Regions from separate parts of the Mus musculus genome. Here region 1 is linked to region 2. Evidence: chromatin contacts called from public HiChIP or PLAC-seq data. All regions are on one chromosome and are shown on one strand. Each heading gives the region's core, a stretch centred on a gene start, on an enhancer-like site or on the middle of the called end of the contact. The rest is flanking DNA. Distances are from core to core; before and after follow the strand shown.

What was found. HiChIP or PLAC-seq counts read pairs in DNA pulled down with a chosen protein or histone mark.
Region 1: a contact with region 2 is called in an H3K4me3 HiChIP or PLAC-seq map of embryonic stem cells, with 3 times the contacts expected there. The contact joins the promoter of Rnps1 here to the promoter of Prss21 in region 2. A contact is called at or near these places in 2 of 39 promoter capture datasets (cranial neural crest and frontonasal cranial neural crest) and 2 of 115 datasets of contacts at active chromatin or transcription factors (embryonic stem cells and pancreatic cancer cells).

What each region holds. Positions count from the first base shown.
Region 1 is chr17:24,410,806-24,416,267 of GRCm38.p6, forward strand. It overlaps Rnps1 (RNA binding protein with serine rich domain 1), which reads left to right and starts at 3,870. Exons shown (of 9, transcript NM_009070.2): 1 at 3,870-3,929; 2 at 4,236-4,357. D330041H03Rik (RIKEN cDNA D330041H03 gene) reads right to left here and starts at 3,708. Exons shown (of 6, transcript NR_033554.1): 1 at 3,507-3,708; 2 at 2,896-3,123; 3 at 1,662-1,769; 4 at 1,120-1,278.
Region 2 is chr17:23,864,952-23,870,589 of GRCm38.p6, forward strand. Prss21 (protease, serine 21) reads left to right here and starts at 3,121. Exons shown (of 6, transcript NM_020487.4): 1 at 3,121-3,246; 2 at 3,348-3,374; 3 at 3,665-3,830; 4 at 4,408-4,691. The coding sequence starts at 3,144.

The sequences.
Region 1 (5,462 bases), core at 2,620-5,119, 550 kb after region 2:
AAAAGTGGGTCCTGTCTACATCCAGGCAGACAGTATGAACTAGTGCAAGATAAAAAGTGGGTCCTGGCCAGATGGTAGTGGCGCACGCCTTTGATCCCAGCACTCGGGAGGCAGAGGCAGGTGGATTTCTGAGTTCAAGGCCAGCCTGGTCTACAAAGTGAGTTCTAGGACAGCCAAGGCTATACAGAAAAACCCTGTCTCGAAAAACAAAACAAAACAAAACAAAACAAAACAAAAGACAAGTTGTTTTATTGTTTTAATTTTTTCAATATTTATTTCCATGTATGAGTTTTGCCCACCAGGATGAGCATGAATCTCATTATGTGCATAAGTGTTCTCAATCACTGAGCCATTGCCCCAGTTTCTCTAGTGTTTTGAGACAAGATCTTACGATGTAGCCCTGATTAGCCTGAAACTCTCTGGAGACTAGGCTACCTTCAAACTCAGAGATCTCCCTATTCCTGCCTCCCAAATACTGGAATTAAAAGCATGTGCTACCACACTAAGCAACGATGTTTTTAGCCAGTCTCTGAAACATTTATTTATAGAACTTCAAATTAGTTTCCATAGCACATATGCCTTTAAAAAGTCTTCAAAGCTGGATATGGAGGCAGAGCCTGGTGAGGCTCTATACAAGCTCCAGGACAGCCAGGGCTACCCAGAGAAACCCTGTCTCAAAACCAAATAAACAGATCCACCTGCTTCTGCTTCCCAAGGGCTGGGAGTGAGGTGTGAGCCACCCCACTCAGCCCTTGCTTGTCTTTTTCTATTTTTTGTTTTGTTTGAGACAGGGTCTCTCTATTATGCATTATGGCATTTAAAAAAAGATTTATTTAAGTATCTGAGTGTCCTATCTGTATGTACACCTGCATGCTAGGAGATGGCATCAGATCCCATTACAGATGGTTATAAGCCATCATGTGGTTGGTGGGAATTGATTTCAGGACCTCTGGAAGAGCAGTCAGTGCTCTTAACCCCTGAGCCATCTCTCCAGCCCCTGTTGTTTTGTTTTTTGAGACAGGGTTTCTACGTATAGCAGCCCTGGCTGTCTGAAACTCACTCTGGACCAGGCTGACTTTGAACCTTGAGAAAAGAAAGAAGGGAGCATAGAGTACTTACCAAGGCTCAAATGCCCTCAATTGCGGCCAGCAATTCATGTGTCTTCCAGCAAACTGGGGCTACAGATACCCTGGGTCCCCGGAAATCCTAGCTTGGTGGCCCTTAGCCATCTTGGCCTCCATAGGTTAGCAACATGCTGGGATAAGTAAGGCTCAGACTCTTGGAAGAAAAGAAAGAAGGGTCCAAAGATTCAGTTCTCACAATCTTTCTGCTAATTCTCAAAATAGTAAAAGCCAGGAAGCTCAGCTTTCAGAGCTCAGCAGCTTGATGGTACACTTGATTTATAAAGCCCAGGATATTTAGCAACAAATTTTTTTTTTTTTTTTTTTTGGTGTTTTTGAGACAGGGTTTCTCTGTGTAGTCCTGGCTGTCCTGGAACTCACTTTGTAGACCAGGCTGGCCTTGAACTCAGAAATCCAACTGCCTCTGCCTCCCGAGTGCTGGGATCAAAGGCGTGCGCCACCACACCCGGCTTAGCAACAAATTTTTATCAACACCTCTGAGTAAATCATGCTTTAGATTTAATTTATGTTAAAACTTACATACGTGGGCTGGAGAGATGGCTCAGTGGTTAAGAGCACCGACTGCTCTTCCAAAGACAATGAGATCTGATGCCCTCTTCTGGTGCATCTGAAGACAGCTACAGTGTACTTAGATATAATAATAAATAAATCTTAAAAAAAAAAACTTACACATGTGCCAAATTAAATTACATACTTACATACATGCCAAATTAAATTACTTTGAACATTAGGGGAAAAGCAGGGGAGAAGCTGTTAGCCCAGCTTCTTCGGTCCTCACCAGCCATCTGGGGTGACCCCAGATTTCTAGGGTTTCTAGGGTGTCCGTGCTGTTCTGGACCAAAAACTCTATTAGCCTCTCTAATCACAGACACCATTAATCTTCACAGAATGGTACATGCTCCCTGTGTGAGCATTACTACATCATCACAGGGCCCTTTCCCTACAAGAACCGGCTGAAGTCCCTGGACCACTGCTCTTCTGACCCACTGAGATGGTTAATCTTGGTTGTCAACTTGATTGGATTCAGAATTAACGCACCTCGGGGCACACCGGTGAGGGAGCTTTGTGATTAAGTGTGAAGGCCCAACCTGAACCTGACCAGCACTTCCCAGTGTCTTTGTAGGCAGTGCGAGATTTGCTTTTGTGGCTTTTCTCTCACTAGTCCGTCTACCTTTTTGCTGCCATCTTTCACTGACATCAGGGCCCAGCTTCTTCAGCCTTCCAACTAGTGCTGAAGACCAGGAACCCGCCATGATTTCAGCACCAGATTAAGACTACAAGGACATGTAGTTTCTTAGAAAGCTACTGGCTCTCAGCCTTTCTAGTGTGAATAACCCAGACTGGATGATGTAAGTGAGGGTCATCGTTTATTTGTTCCGTTCCACCAGAGAACAGCTAGCATCCACTTACCACTCATGTCTGACCACAGCAGACACAACAGCAATGCAAGAAAATCAGCTTATCCCTAATATCCTATACATTAAATAATCTTAAATCCAACAAGGGTACCAGACCAAACTGTCTAGATCTGCTAACCCCACCCCAAAAAATGAATACCTCAGGAAAGCAGACTTCAGAAGCAGGCTCCTCTTCCTGACTGTCCCACAGGACACACCCAGCTCCTTGGACCGAGATAATCTCTTCTCTCCATCTCTCCGGGATCACCAAAGTGCACATTGGCCACTTTCCTATCTTTCACAGCAATATGTAATCCAAATCTAAGTCACCTTTGTACCTTCCTCCTGAAGCTCACCTTAGCTCTGTTCCTCTTTCTTCGTTCCTGCCTCAAATCTACTTAGATAACCGCGGGGATTGTGTGCATATCCCTTTCTTCCGCAAATAACGGAGCAAGAATGTGCTAGGCAAACCGGGCGGTGGCGCTCGTCTTTAATCCCAGCAGTTGGGAGGCAGAGGCAGGCAGATTTCTGAGTTCTAGGCCAGCCTAGCCTGGTCTACAGAGTGAGTTCCAGGACAGCCAGGGCTACAAAACAAACAAACAAACAAACAAAAGAATGTGTTGGCAAAGTCGGGAGGCGGGGCACTACGGCGGGTGCTACTCTTTAGCCTCGTGCAGAGACCAGATCCTCTATGTCCTTGCTAAGAAGTTACTGACGTAACCCCGGTATAGACTAGCGTGCCTCTTCTTCTCCCAGCGATCCTGAACGCCTTTGCTGTTCCTTCTGCCCCACGCATTCTTGTCAGAAATGTCTCCTGGGAGAAACCTCCTTCAACATTTCCTCAAACTTTTTTCCTTTCTGGCCTCATCGGCCGCCCGCTACACCCAGTCAGCTGTATCCCACCAGCACAGAGACCATATCTATGCAATCACCACTAACTACCAGAGACTTGACCATAGGAACTCACCGTCCGTACCAGCCTGTCCCTTTACTACAATAACGCGGCCTCAGCAGGGTGCCTTAGATCCTAATGACAGCAGAGGCAACCCGAGTAGCTCCATCCACACAGATCCGGTAGGCGCCAAAGAGCACAAACCTCTGGTGCCGGTCAGCCAATCATCGCGCGCTTCAGAATGAGCAAAACAAGTCCAGGAAACTTTAGACCAGTCGGGGAGGGGGGGCGGGGGGGGGGACCGTAGGCGCTACGACGCTCCGCCCACACACAGTTGCTGTCCTTTAGTCCTCCACCGCTAACTTGCATTGGCTGAGTGTGCTTACGTCATCGTCGCGCGACGACGGCTGCGCCTTCCCGCTTCTCACCTCTGACGACAAAGTTGCGCCGGCGTCCTGGTCTGAGAAGAGCGGGAGGAGGTGGCGGCCTTGGGAAGATGTAAGTCGGGGTAGGAATCCGGCTGCATCCGACCTCCGGGGACCTTCTGCCAGGCTTGGCGGGGCGCATCGTGGAGCCGGTTGCGTTCCTCAGTGCGGCAGAGGCCCGCCGGCGAGGAACAGAGCCCGAGGAGAGAGTGTGGTTCAGGTCGGGCGGAGTGGGAGGTGTCGAGGCCGCGGCCCGGAAGTGGTCGAGGCGGTCACCGACGGAAGGGTGATCCCGCACGGTTCGCTCGGCGGCGACCCGCTTTAGCCTGCAGGACTCCAGCAGCTGCGAGCCCTGCCGCTTCTCTTGTTTTCTTGTCAGGCTGGAGACCTAGGCTCGCCACACCGGGCCCGACCTGAGTAGTGAGTGGAGAAAGAGGGTGGGAGGCGAGGTCGATGTCTGTGGCCGGAGCGGACGGTGCAGATTGCGAGCCGGCCTAAAAGGTTGGTTTCCTTTAAAGATCTCTTTCCACGAGTGTCTGTCGGAATCCAGTGTGCAGTTCTCAGTTCTGGGCATTGAGGATCCGTCCTAGGATGGACCGAGCACGGTTACGGAGCTCAGCGGGAGAGGATATGGGAAGGTTATGGTTGATGGTAGAGACGTGGTGGAGGCTTGCTTTCTCTACCTTGTGTTACTTCGTAGGCACTGTGTCTCCGATGTGCTTTTATATGTAGAGAGTGCTTTCAGATTGCCAAGACGCCCTCTGCTCGAGATTTAACCATTTGTTTTCTCCTCTCTCTGACTGTTGGACGCACACCTTTCCGGAGGATGGGAGAGGTGACCAAGGTCCTGAGCTGTTACCTGAGCTTGAGTGAACAGAGACCCTCACCTTTGCTTTCTAGCACTCGACCACACCCAGCAAAGAGTTCGCTTACGCCGCAGTTCATAATTTGTAGACTGCTTAACAATGGGTTCTGCCTGTTTCATAAAGTACATTCCAGCAGGTCGGGGTGCGGGTGCACAAGGGTGATCTCTACCCTTTGTCACTGGTATGAAGCACTTGAATAGTAACCCAAACCCCAAAAGTACATACCAGATTTAAATGACTTAGTATAGAAAACCCACAAGAAATTTAGTAATTTTATGTTGATTATATGTTACAAAGGTAATGTTCATTTTGTTAAAAACTAGTTTTGGGACCCACACACTGCCTTTAATCCCAGCACTCAGATGGCAAGTCAGAGTTTGAGGCTAGCTTGATCAACCTAGGCTAGCCAGGGCTGCCTAGTGAGACCATGTTTCAATAGGGGGGAAAAAGCCTTTAATTTTGGACTGTCAGTACTTGTGAATGGTAGAGGTCTTGTTGAGTATACTGGGCTCAGTGTTACTTCGTGTAGCCTTGCCTGTCCTGGAAGTAGACCAGGACAGACCTTTGAACTCGAGAGCCTCATTTCCCAGTTCTTGTTTCTAAAAAAAATAAGAAAGGTTTCACTAACTTTTGTGACTTGGCTGAAAGGAGATTAAAGGGTGTGCTCATGGTTCACACTCATGGACAGTGCTGCTTTTAGTGATCTCATCCAAAAGTCAGCTGAGCTGTAACACAGTTAA
Region 2 (5,638 bases), core at 1,871-4,370:
TCACCCTGAAGATCCGGCTGACCCTTTGATGGGAGCAGTGTCACCCCCTCCTTCATGTCTCCACTTGGCGCCTGGGACTGTTAAGATAGAGCTGGCATTCCAAGATAAGCTGCAAGATGTTTGAAGCCTGCACTCAGCATCCGCCCCAGATGTCCATCCCTCTCTCTGTGCTTTGATTGTTCCCCCTCAGCCCCTCCCTATTTTCTCTCACTGTGTGCTTATAATCAGGCTCCCAGCCTCCATTAAACACACCTTGACAACTATTTGCTTGGTCTCACTCCCTTTTCTCACCTGTTTCTTTTTCAGGGTTGGTCCCCCTCGATCCCACGAATAACTAGGTCCCCGCGGGTCAGGATACACTACAGCTTCCAGGGCAAGATTTTGTTGTTGACTGTTTTTATTTTAATTTTGTTTTTATTTTCTTTTGAGAGGAGGTTGCAAGAGTGGAGGACAGATACAAGCAGATGGGAGATGTGTGGGATTGGAGTGCATGATGTGAAATTCACAAAGAATTGATAAAAAGTTTTTAAAAAGGAGAAGTGGTAACCACAAGATGAACACCACATGTTTTCATTCATGTGGAATCTAAATTTAAATACTATTTTTTAATAAAAAATGTATGTGTAAGAGTTTTTTGCCAGTATGTATGTATATATGTATGTGTATATGTATTTATGTATGTGTGTATATGTGTATTTATGAGTGTGTAATATGCATTTATGTATGTGTATATGTGTATATGCATGTATGTGTGTGTATGTATGTATATGTATTTATGTGTGTATGTATGTGTGTATATGTGTGCATGTGTGTGTATGTGTGTGCACGTGTGTGTATGTGTATGCATGTGTGTATATGTGTGCATGAATGTGTGTGTGTGTATACCACATATATCAGAGGTCAAATCTCCTAGAACTGGACTTACCTATGTTTGTGAGCTGCCCTGTGAGGGTTGGGAGCCAAACTGAGGTCCTAGGCAAGAGCAGCAAGTGCCCCTCACTGCTGAGCCTTCTTTCTCTAGACCTCCAGTAAGATTTTGTTACTTGGAAGGGGACCAGTGGGAAAGTGGGAAGGGGCAAAGACTGTGGGAGAACATGCATGAAGCACAATGGTGCACACAGGATGAAAATATTGACACAGCCTACATTTGTACATTAGTAAAGAAATTAATTGAAAGATGAAAAATATTTAACCCAGACCTTCAGTCTGAACCTGTTCACTGAAACAGCAGCCAGAACAGCAGCCAGAACAGCAGCCAGAACAGCAGCCAGAACAGCAGCCAGAACACTGGCTCAGCAGGGACATCTGTCAATGGACGCAGGATAAAGACTGTGGTACAAACACATAATTGAATATTATTCAGCCACAAATAGACCAAGATCCTGTCCTTTGCAGCAACATGATGGATGAGATTATAGGACATTGCATAAGTGAATTAAATCAGACACAGGATAAATACCAAGAGCCAGGCATGTTGCTTATTGGGAAAGGCCCTGCCTAGCGTGTACAAGGCCCCGAGGTTCATCTCATCACAATCAAACAAACCCGAAACAAAAATCAAATACCATAAAAGTTAATCTCAAAGTGTAGAACCAGAGAGAGGTAGCCAGAGTCAGGGGTGCCGCAGAGGAGGGTGGTGGAGAGAGGGCTGAGTGATGGGGCCCAGGGTAGAAAGAGTAATTTCTAAAGTACCAAAACATGAGGGGTGAACTATGGGCAACAACCATTGTTTCAGAATAGTAGAGAGAAAATTTCCAGCACAAAGAAACGGTGAATGGTATGGATCTAACCATTTAACCTAGTCTGATTGCTGCACCATGTCTGCATGTACTAAGCCCATGCTAGCCAGGCATGGCACCGTATGCCTTAAATCCCTGGTTTTGCCTCTCCGATATGGACATGTAAATGGTTGCGCATGCACGTGTGGAAGCCCGTGCACACACACACACACACACACTCACAAGCAATTTTTTTTTTCAGAGAAAATAAACTGAACATGGTGACATATGGCTTTAGTCTCAGCACTCATGAGGCAGAGGCAGGAAGATCAATGTGACTTCAAGACCAACATGTTCTACATAGAGAGTTCCAGGACAGACAGAGCTATTGTAGTAAGACTCTGCCTCAAAACCAACCAACCAAACACCCCATAAAACAAACAAACAAACAAACAAAAGCAAAACAAAACAAAACCCTAAAACCAAACAAGCCCCACAAAAAAGGAGAAAAATAAATGTTTAATTAAAAACTTTCTCTCTGCTGGGTGGTGGTAGCGCACGCCTTTCATTCCAGCCAGGATGCAGGCAGATCTCTGTGAGTTCCAGGCCAGCCTGGTCTACAGAGTGAGTTTTTGGATAGTCAGGGCTATGCAGAGAAACCCTGTATGGAAAAACAAAATAATAATATCTCTTCATAATCTTTTGATAGTCTTAAAATCTTTTGATAGTCTTTACGTGTGTGTGTGTGTGTGTGTGTGTGTGTGTGTGTGTGTGTGTGTGTGTGTGTGAAGAAATTCTAGGAGGCACATGTCTGTAAACCTAGTCGAATCATAGACTTGTGTCCAGTGTGGGATGCAAAATAAATCACTGACTCGAAAAGAAAAACAAACAACGACAAAACCAACAAAGATAGAGAACAAGAAAAAAGAAAAGAAACTATATTTAAAAAGACGCGACAAGGAGGAAGGCTATTAAAGAGAAGCAGCAGTAGCCGAAGGCGGCAGGGCTCAGGGCTGGCCTGCTAAGGGAGAAAGCACAGGTGCCTCGGTTTTGCCAATATAGTCCTGTGAAGGAGCAAGTTCTTGGCTGATCCCAACAGGGACAGGCCTCAGAAGTATTACTCATGGACCTAACTGAGGGGATCTCTGGCTAAGCTTGATCCTGAAGGAAGTCGTGGGCAGGGGGCAGAAGGCAACAGGGGAGGCAACCGCCACCCACTGAGCTCAGAATACACAAGGACTGCTCCCGTTCACTAAGGTTGCTGTGCCATACCAACAGCTATAATGGATGCCCTGGAAGACAGTGTTAGGACACCACGGTCCCCAGACAATCCTTGGGCCTAGGGATTGGCGTCTTCTTCAGAGTGGGCGCGGGCCTGGCGTAGCAGGAAGTAAGAGGGGGTGCCAGGTGGCAGGAGAGGTGGCCATGGGCGCGCGGGGCAAGACGTTGGTGCCACTGCTGGTGGTTGTGGCGACTGCGGCGATGGCCTTACAGTCAACCTATTTGCAGGTGGATCCTGAGAAACCCGGTGAGCTGCTCTGGGGGTACTGTTGTGAGACTGGGGGCAGTGACAGGCAGATGGGGAAGTGAGGGCGAAGTGTCGCTTATTCTTCTCTCCCTTCCACCCAGAACTGCAGGAACCCGACCTATTGTCAGGTAAGGTGCTCAGAACGTGTTTTCCTGCGTGGTGGGCCTGCGTCGGGGGTGCACCTCAAGTATTCCTCTCCTTTGCCCCAGGATCGAGAACTCAACTGTGTTTGATAATAACGCACACCCCTGCCCCGGGGTGGGGGTGTTGGGGGCAGGTGCACACCGATCATATGGAGGGTGTCCCAGCAGACCCTCAGGAAGTCCCTCCCTTTCCTTGCCCGTGGCTTAAAAAGTGTCAGTGGTGGTGGGTGGGAGGGGAAAAAAAAATCTCTGCTCCGGTCTGATCCTCCTCACAGGGCCCTGCGGTCACAGGACCATCCCTTCCCGTATAGTGGGTGGCGATGATGCTGAGCTTGGCCGCTGGCCGTGGCAAGGGAGCCTGCGTGTATGGGGCAACCACTTATGTGGCGCAACCTTGCTCAACCGCCGCTGGGTGCTTACAGCTGCCCACTGCTTCCAAAAGTGAGTCTGGAGTCAAGCCTGGGCAGCTGAGGGGTGGGAAGGTTAGTAACCTTGGCCCTGAGTTTGACACCTGGGTAAGCTTTTTAGTGCAGCCTCAGGAGTAGCTGAAATGGGTTAGATCTGTAAGATTTACATTACTGCCCCTGAAAGGGAATCCTCTTCCAGTTCTTCTAGAATGTTCTTTCAGGACATTCTCATTCCCTTTGAGTGCTTTGACTGCTCTTTTTTTCCTTCAAGTCCTTCCCAAATATCCCTACACTAGTCCCCACACTTGCTCAGCTCCTTTGGGGACTACAGCTCCTTTGGGGGCTCCCCTAGGCTGACTCACCTTCTGTCTTTAGGACTACTCCAACAGACACAGGACCACTGGGGTAGCCACTCTTCTGCTTCTTCACTCAGTGCCCGGGAGCAAGGGCTCTCTTGCCCAGCCTCTCTGGGTTCTGTGGCCCCTATAGGAGGCTTTTTGGCCCATAAGGACTGGGCAGTTATGCTAAGGATGAACGTGAGGTAGTCGTCGCCTCAGAGAGAGGCCCAGCTGAGCTCAGGTGGCTTGAACTGCTCTCTCCTTCTCTGTCAGGGATAACGATCCTTTTGACTGGACAGTCCAGTTTGGTGAGCTGACATCCAGGCCATCTCTCTGGAACCTACAGGCCTATTCCAACCGTTACCAAATAGAAGATATTTTCCTGAGCCCCAAGTACTCGGAGCAGTATCCCAATGACATAGCCCTGCTGAAGCTGTCATCTCCAGTCACCTACAATAACTTCATCCAGCCCATCTGCCTCCTGAACTCCACGTACAAGTTTGAGAACCGAACTGACTGCTGGGTGACCGGCTGGGGGGCTATTGGAGAAGATGAGAGTGAGGCTGGGTACAGACGGGTTGGGGAGAGGGGCACTACCCTAACCTTTCACATTAGCCCTCCCTCCCTGGGCTCTGAGGCCCCACGGAGCCCCCTCTCGCTCACTCAACGTTTTCTTGTTTATTTTCCTTACTTCTGCTTGCAAGAAGGACAGGAGCTAGTCCTTTCCTCCCAGACAGGAACTCAGAGGTGCCAGGGAGGCCTGAAGGGGTGGGGACCTCATAGGGCCTGTAGGATGGCTTCTACAACACAGCTTTTATGATCTACCCACTTTGGCAGGCACCAATCAATCATCAGTGAGAGACAGGAAACACACTCACTCTGCCTGCTCCACCCACCCAAAATTCCGACTGTGCACACTCCTTCTTGGTGCACCCCTGAAATCCCTTTGGAGGTCTAATCACGTGCCTGCCTGCAGCTCAGCAGGAACCCTTGCACAAAGCCCCCACCCCCACCCCAAGGAGCACTGAGAACGGTTTCCCTCTAGGTGCCCTAGCTCTTACATCCTGGAGTGACCCTGCTCAGTTCTCTCTGACCTGGTCCATCTCTGCAATGCCCCCTAACCAGCGTCGTAGTAATAGATTCGGCTCCTTCCCTGCAGGTCACGTGCTTGGCTTGCAGGCTTGGGGACCCTGGTGCATCAAGGCAACGGCATAATTTAAAAAAAAAAAAACTTCATTTTATTTTATTTTTTTTTATATATATGAGTGTTTTGCCTGCAGGTGCGTGTCTCAGATTCCCCTAGAGCTGGAGTTATAGGCATTAGTGAACTGCCATACGGGTGCTGGAAATTGAACTTGGGTCCTTTAGAGCTAGCTCCCTAGCCCAAGAGTGTAGGTTTAAGAAAGGGATTTGAAGTATTTGATTTGATTTGTATGTGTGCACGCATGTCTCAGTGATGTGCGTGTGTGTGCAGATGCCCACAGAGGACAGAAGAGGGTGTGGG